2 separate regions of the Oryzias latipes genome follow, and region 2 is linked to region 1. The links are chromatin contacts, called in public Hi-C maps. All regions are on one chromosome and are shown on one strand. Each heading gives the region's core, a stretch centred on a gene start, on an enhancer-like site or on the middle of the called end of the contact. The rest is flanking DNA. Distances are from core to core; before and after follow the strand shown. Region 1 holds the start of LOC101156367 (serine/threonine-protein kinase OSR1). Region 2 holds the start of LOC101156858 (Golgi reassembly-stacking protein 1).

Region 1 (3,554 bases), core at 537-3,036:
CAAACCTACATAGACACTTTGTACTGAATGTAGCAGCTCAGTGAAATGCGACAGAACTGGTTTCTGCACAAGAGGGGCTTTATCTCTGCATGCAAGCTAAATTGAAGGGTGTTATCTCGAGGGGGTGCCCCAGTCCAAATTTTTCCAAGAAACTAAATTGGAGGGGGTGGAGGGGGGGGTCTAAAGTAAGTAGGTTTTAGCACTGAACAAGCTCAGATATGAAGCCAGCTCCTTCCAGGAAAACAGGTTTGTCAAAGAAGAAGTGCTACACCCCAAAAAACTATTGATTCATGCAAACCAAAGTGTTAATGTTAAAACGATTTTACTCGCTTTACAGATAAATACGTCAGAAATTCTTTAAACTTCACAAGAGAACCTCTTCAGACTGGCCAACATGCCCTCATCCATGCTTTAAACACGCCTAATAAACTACAGGTTTTACAATGTCCTAATTATAAAAAAGCGCCCTGTACAAACTTCTCTTTTCCTTATCAGATCCACAATTTGTCAGAGAATTGTTCCAGCTTTCCGTGGGGGTTAGAAGCTTCATAACATCCAGTAATCCTCTCAAAAGAGCTCACACATAACTGGATTCATTCAGGCAGTAAATACCTCCAAATGCAACAACCAGCCGCAGGAAGTTCACTCTCCGGACCCTGCACTGGCATCAGAACCAGCTTGCTAAAAGCCTCTTGCAGCGGTGAAAAGTAAGCGCACCCCTTTTGCATTTCCATGATGAATTCTCATCTCCTGGTATTTGACAATCAGCCCTGAAAGTGTTTACATGTACCAAGGTGTTTACTACTATTTGATTAGGATCCCATGTATGTATTTACATTTGAATAACATTTAGAGGGGGAAATATACTATTTTTAATTGAAATTGATATTGCATACTCAGAGAAAAATAAGTACAATATTTTATATCGTTTACTTTAGCCAATATTTATGCCGCTTAGTCTATATAGTAAAATTGATTAAAATAGTGAATTTTGCAGGTTTTCTTGTGTAAATAGTCTAAAAACATTACTATTTAGCATATTTTTGTTTGAGCTATTCTTACGAACCAGGTTCTTACCAGAACATGTCTTCCCATTAAATAACATATTAAATTTATTAAAATAAGTCTTCTGACTGAAGCTGTGGCTCATACGATTACAATTGGGTTTTAGATCAGTATAAGAAACTATTTTCCCCCCAGTCTCTCGCCAGCAATTAGTCAGAGCCTGTAGCGTTTGAGCCCTAGCAAAACGCCGGTAGGTTGCTCTCTCACCGGAGCCTTTTTACCGTTACCGAGTCCAAACACAAACCGGTCGGACTAGTCAACTCGTCGCCTGCCTTTAACTTGACCCAGTTCGGTGGAAAGAACTGCTTCCTGTCCGCTTTTTAGCTTAGCTCGCGCTGGGAGGCAGCAGAAAGCAGGAAATTCACTAACTACCGGTTAAGCTAACAGGCTAATGATCACATACCAATCACCTCGTGTAGCTCATAATCATCTCTGTTGATGGACCAGGGTTGGGAGCTCGGGTCCTCCGACATGGTGGTTCAAGAGTCTACTGAGACCGTAGTGTCTCTCCGTTTTGGTTGTGAACCCAGACACGGTGCGAGAAAAAAAGAAGTTATCCAAACACAGCCAACAAAGGCGACACTTCCCTTTCTTAGCAGATCCTGCAGCACTCCTGTCATTCCCAAAGTTTGACACTAGCTTGGCAGCCCCGCCTACTGCATTCCTGCCGAGCAAATGTGGACCTTAACGGCGGACATATCGGGCGAAGTGCACCGCACGAGCGCCACAGACCTGCTGTGGTCGGTTGGGGAAATTCATTTCCGCTCGTGGACGGTGAACACTGCCCCCAAATCAATAGTTCTTTTTCTTTTTCTTTAAAGTAAAAAAAATCAACGCTCTTTGTACATTGAAGCTCAGGCTAAAGGTTAGCCCAAATATTTCACCACAGCTGCGTAAGCGTTTTACCCAGCAGCCAAATTTTTGCCTCATTCCTATACACCATTACATATTTTTTATTCATACTTCTTTACGAAACAATACACTAGCAAACAGCACATTTTATCATCACTGACAAAACCAAACTCGAGGACAATGATAGGTATATTTTTAAGGGGGCGTACTGCTCCGAAAGAACCCAGTCCTCTGATTGGATGAGTTTTACTTCCTTGGGGTTTAGTTTTATGAGTAAATAATGTTCTCCCTCTGCGAAAAAGAGACATCTGCTGGTGGTGGCGGGTACTACAGGAAAACACGACGGGACGTTTTTAGTTTGGAAAGTGGAAAAAAGATGCGTTCTAAAATGTTTTGACCAATCTAAAAACTTTATATGAATATATATATCCATACACTTAACAAGGAATTGAAATCTTTTATTTAAAAAAAAAAATCACATTTATAGCTTACAAAAGTATTTTCAAAAGATTGAAAAAAACAAAATTGGTCATGAACATGTCGAATTATCAGTCACAACGCCTTATCATCCTCTTGCCCCCCTTGTGCAGCTTGATTATAAAATATATAATTATTTCAAGTGAAAACAAATAGATATGTTTTGCTTCAATGTCAGCAAGATATGTAATACAAGATGCAGCTGAAGATGTAAGAGCTTGATATTTTACAACAAAAGCTATTGAAAGATCTATTTTTAAAAATAATAAGGCACTTTTAAACATGGTTGACAGTCTGGTCCACATTCATGGCAAGGATAAAGCTTTGGCGAGTCGTATCCAGAACCACGCCTGAGTGCAGGGCTTGGTGTAGTCGCATACAGTGAGGAACCGCAAGATGGTCGGAAATGGCTTTTTCATCGTCTTATAGATGACTGGAATGAGACGTTTATTCCGAGCCCCTATAATGGAACAGTGAAGAAGTTACATGTCAAAAGACGTTCTTAGAGTAGTTTACTATGATCAAAGTATTTTACCGGGAATGACCGTATTACCAGGGCAGAGGCTGAGGGCAAACTTGGTCTGAAAGTCACAGGCATCACTTTCCAGATATTCATCAGATATCACAACCACCATTCTCTTACACCTGCACACATGGACACATAAACATCAATTATTTGCTCAATTAGAAGGTAGAATGGCAACGTCAGCTGATATCCCACCTCTTCTCGATGAGTTCACTTGTGATGGTCCAAACGCAGGAACCTGGGAGGACATCTCTGTCAAACACACACAGCTTCAGCTTGTGATCCGTCTGCTCCAGCTCTCGGATCATCTCACAGACAAAGTGGAAGTCGTCTTGGCAGTAGCAGATGAAGGCGTCAAACATCTCAGGTGACCCTGAATTCAACACAAATGCACCAGTTTTATGAAAAAATAGATAAAAAATAAATAAATAAAAGAACAATCCAGGAGTCAAACATGAAATAAAACTGTTCATCACTGGAAACAGGACACCAGAGTGCTGTGCAGAGCAGTGACACAAAGATGTGTAGCAAAGATCTGATTAAAGTTTACGATTAACAGCCAAATAAAGAATTAATGCAATCCTTATTTAGAGTTAAAAATCCATACAGGTTAACTGTCTCAAGATAAAAAACA
Region 2 (3,602 bases), core at 900-3,399, 170 kb before region 1:
TTGGCTTCAATCAAGGAAAAGAAATCCTCTGACTGCAGAATTACACACAAATATTTATCTGTGTGACTTTCAGGGATTCAAATGGTGCTGAATTTTTTTTTTATTATTGATTGAATTTAAATAAAACACAAACATCCTGTAAAACTTGGTCAGCTCCAACAATAAAGTCAGAGTGAGCTCTGAGGCCGGCTAGCGCTGCAGGAGACCGTGGTTCCACGTCCTGAAAAGGAAAAGAGCTTTTTTTTTTAATCCAAAATCTCTAGCGGAATTCTACTTTAATATATGATAAATACAGAGAGACATTGATTTTTGTTTTAACACAACAGAAAGGCAAAATACTGAGCCTGGAAGGTAACTGAAAAGCGAACGCAGGTTTGACTTACCAAGACATGCCAGACGTTCTCGTTGGCTCCTTCAAAGCAGCAGAATCGAACGCTAGCGCCCAGCAAACCATGACCGCCCCACATGTTGCTGGGTGTCACCTCCAGTTCCCTCACCCGCTGAGTTTTTGAGTTGTACACTTCCAGCTTGACAGCTTTCTCAACATTGGCCTTCAGCATGTCCTTCAGCAAATCACTTTCTTTATTCTAAAGAGGAAAAAAAAACAAAAGAGTGCATCTGTGATCCCAAACATACGACGGAGTTTTAGGGCCACCAACAAAAATAAATAAGAGTAAAATTACGAGATTTTAAGTTGTGAATTTACGAGAAAAAAACTCAAATTTACGAGATTAAAGTGGAAGTAAGCATACAGAGCAGTAAGTGAACGCCACGCAGCAGCAGAGCAGACACATTAAACTCAATTGAACAGGTGAGCTGAATTTATAAATGTTTTATTTATTGATGGGTGGTTTGCAGGCAGCTATCCACTTGAATCCTTTCTTCCTCCGCCAAAGACAAGATCTCCACGTTTTAACACTGTTTACTTCTGCATTGGTGTTTGGATGACAGGTTCATGACGTCAGGTTGACAGATGAACTTCAGGGTGTGTGAATGAAAAGGAGAACAAAAAGGCTGCAGCGGTCTGACATCGATCCCTGGAAAGCCGGCTCCACTGGCAATAGTTTTGTCGCTCAAAGATTACGAATCTCTTTGTTTTTTAAACTTATCCGGAAAGAAAGTTTCACAAAAGGCTCCACATATTTCATCGTCAAACTAGGCTCCGATAAACGGAAAACTTTGGTATTTTTTTCTCGTTAATCTCTGACTTTTTTCTCGTAGATTTACTAGACATTGACTTTCTTATGACTTTCATTCTCGTAAATTTATGACTTAAAAGTCGTAATTTAAAAAAACGTTTTTTTTGTAAACTGGCCCTAGTCAAACTCTGTCGTACAAACAAGATAAAAAAGATGTTTTTGAGTTCTGAATCTATACATATTATTATGAGAGATGCAAAAAGCATTAACATATCATACTTACAAGTCTGGTGTGTCCAATGGAGAGGATAAAGTCAAAGAAAGGCTCCAGTCCTGCCTTCAATGCTGGTGAACCTTCTTGAATCTGAAAGGTGATCCATAGATATGCTGTGTTGTCGCCCCCTTGTGTCCATTTGAAGTATTGCAGTGTACAGAGGTATCTTTTCTTTTTATAAGCTAGCACGCGCTGCATTGACATTTATGCAACTTAAAAAAGCCCGTTATATTCTAAATATGTAATAAAGTTTTTAAAGTGCGTTTTAAACATGTTTTTTTTTTCTTTAAGAGATCTGAACAAATTGGGTTTGTGCCAAATGCCACCTCATGATGATGGGAGGACGACACCACCATCATCAAGGGTGACATTGACATCCCCTTATAGAAAAAAATACATAAATAAATGCGAGAGTTGTTGTTACTTTACACTTCGAGCACATTCGGAAATCCTGTAATGTTAATTTTAAAGCATTTCACTTTATCATTGTTCCAAACGAGTTGGAATAACCTTGTAGTTCAAGTTACAACCTACCCCATGCACGTGATAACCGCAGCTCCTTCCGCCGCCCGACAAAAACGAGCTCTTCGTCAGCCCCATGGCCTCCAAACGCCGACAGGAGTTTAATGCATGACACGAGGTAGAGTCTGAGGGAAAGAGCAAACACCGGGCAGGAGCTGACAGCAGGGAGACGCACAGGCAGACCAAGATCACCGAAAAATCGAGCCTGCGTTCGTCTGCTGGCAGACACGATAATCGATTAGTAGTCCTTCAGAGAATAAACCAAACTGAAGCAAAAAATGAACAAATGTTAGAGGGTTTTTTTTAAACAATCATTAAAAAAAATTCTCCTCCTCCTCCTCCTACTACTAATAATAATAGACAGTTAGAAAAACTGTCTTTAAAATAAACAGTCTCATTAGACAGGACATTTCTTGCCTTTTAAAAATATCGAAATCTGTCTGCTTTTGGTGACATTTGACTCAATGACAATTACTGGACCAATACATTAAGAGAATAAAAAACTCTGATAATAAGAAAGCCATCGAAACATTTGATCTGTATGTCAGTTTCAATATATCTGCGTAAAATGTAATAACCCCCTGGCTTGTTGTTCCTTCGTTGTTGCTGTTTACTGTTTAACATTGCTTTGCATTGAATCTTTACATTCAACAAAGTTTGAAACAAAAAATTACTGGACCATCTCACGTCTCCTATTAGATTAGCAGAAAATGTACACCTTTGTAATAATGTCAGTCAAAATTGCAAATAACAAAAAAAATACTGTAATATAAAATGTTTGGAACTAATACAGACCCTTCATTTGGTGATGAACACTGGATTTACCAGGTTCTACATCAGAAATACTCACAGAAATAGTCACTTAAATGGACTCTATTCAAATGTCCGGGTTACATAAAAATAAGAGTTTTAACAATAATACTATAACAAATGTATTATTAAAAAGGCACAAATGAGTGGTAGCTGTTAATTAAGTTTTAACAGGGATTTGCTTCAAGTCAAAAAACAAGACCACAAGAAACTCTTCAGTTCAAAAACCTCTCCACATGGGGCAGATTTTATGATATTTTCTCACTCAGAAAGTCTAATAATTCACCAAAGTGAATTAAAATAAAATAAATTATGTTCCCATTGAAAGGCTGCAAGGTGGTGTGGCAGTTAGCACAGCAAGAAGGTGGAGTTTGCAGTCCTCCACAAGCATTTATGGGCTTTTACTGGGCACTTCAGCTTCTTCACACAGTCCAAAATCCTGCTTCAGACATTAATTAGCGACTCTAAATTGTGAGTGTGTATGTGTCTCTGTGTGGCCCTGTGATGGATTGGCAACTGTCCAGGGTGTACCCAGCCTTCATCCGTACTAGCTGGGTAGGATCCAGTGACCCCATGACCCCATGACCCTGACTGGTAATGAAGCGGGTTTAGTTAATTGATGGATTGCCATCAACTAATAGAGATGCAATTTTACTTTTTTCTCAAATGAAATGAATCCAAGTTGATTATCCAATTAGTTTTTGTTATTTTTTTTTTTTACTTTATAAAAAAGCTTTGAACGTTGTAGAAACATCATCAATGATTAGCACATTAGACCAAATAGCTTTTAAATGAAACAACTCCTCTTTCTAAATGCTCTTTTTAAGCTGGCTAATTCTATACGTGACAACTGAGAT

Evidence for each region. A called contact is a pair of places that touch in the nucleus more often than the background predicts.
Region 2: a contact with region 1 is called in a Hi-C map of fibroblasts, with 1.5 times the contacts expected there. The contact joins the promoter of LOC101156858 here to the promoter of LOC101156367 in region 1. A contact is called at or near these places in 2 of 5 Hi-C or Micro-C datasets (embryo and fibroblasts).

Annotation. Positions count from the first base shown.
Region 1 is chr20:18,193,877-18,197,430 of ASM223467v1, reverse strand. It overlaps LOC101156367 (serine/threonine-protein kinase OSR1), which reads right to left and starts at 1,786. Exons shown (of 18, transcript XM_023950452.1): 1 at 1,476-1,786. It overlaps myd88 (myeloid differentiation primary response protein MyD88), which reads right to left. Exons shown (of 5, transcript XM_020712727.2): 3 at 3,116-3,293; 4 at 2,930-3,039; 5 at 2,355-2,854. The coding sequence ends at 2,700.
Region 2 is chr20:18,364,829-18,368,430 of ASM223467v1, reverse strand. LOC101156858 (Golgi reassembly-stacking protein 1) reads right to left here and starts at 2,149. Exons shown (of 9, transcript XM_011488967.3): 1 at 1,948-2,149; 2 at 1,423-1,503; 3 at 384-587; 4 at 134-220; 5 at 1-32. The coding sequence starts at 2,013.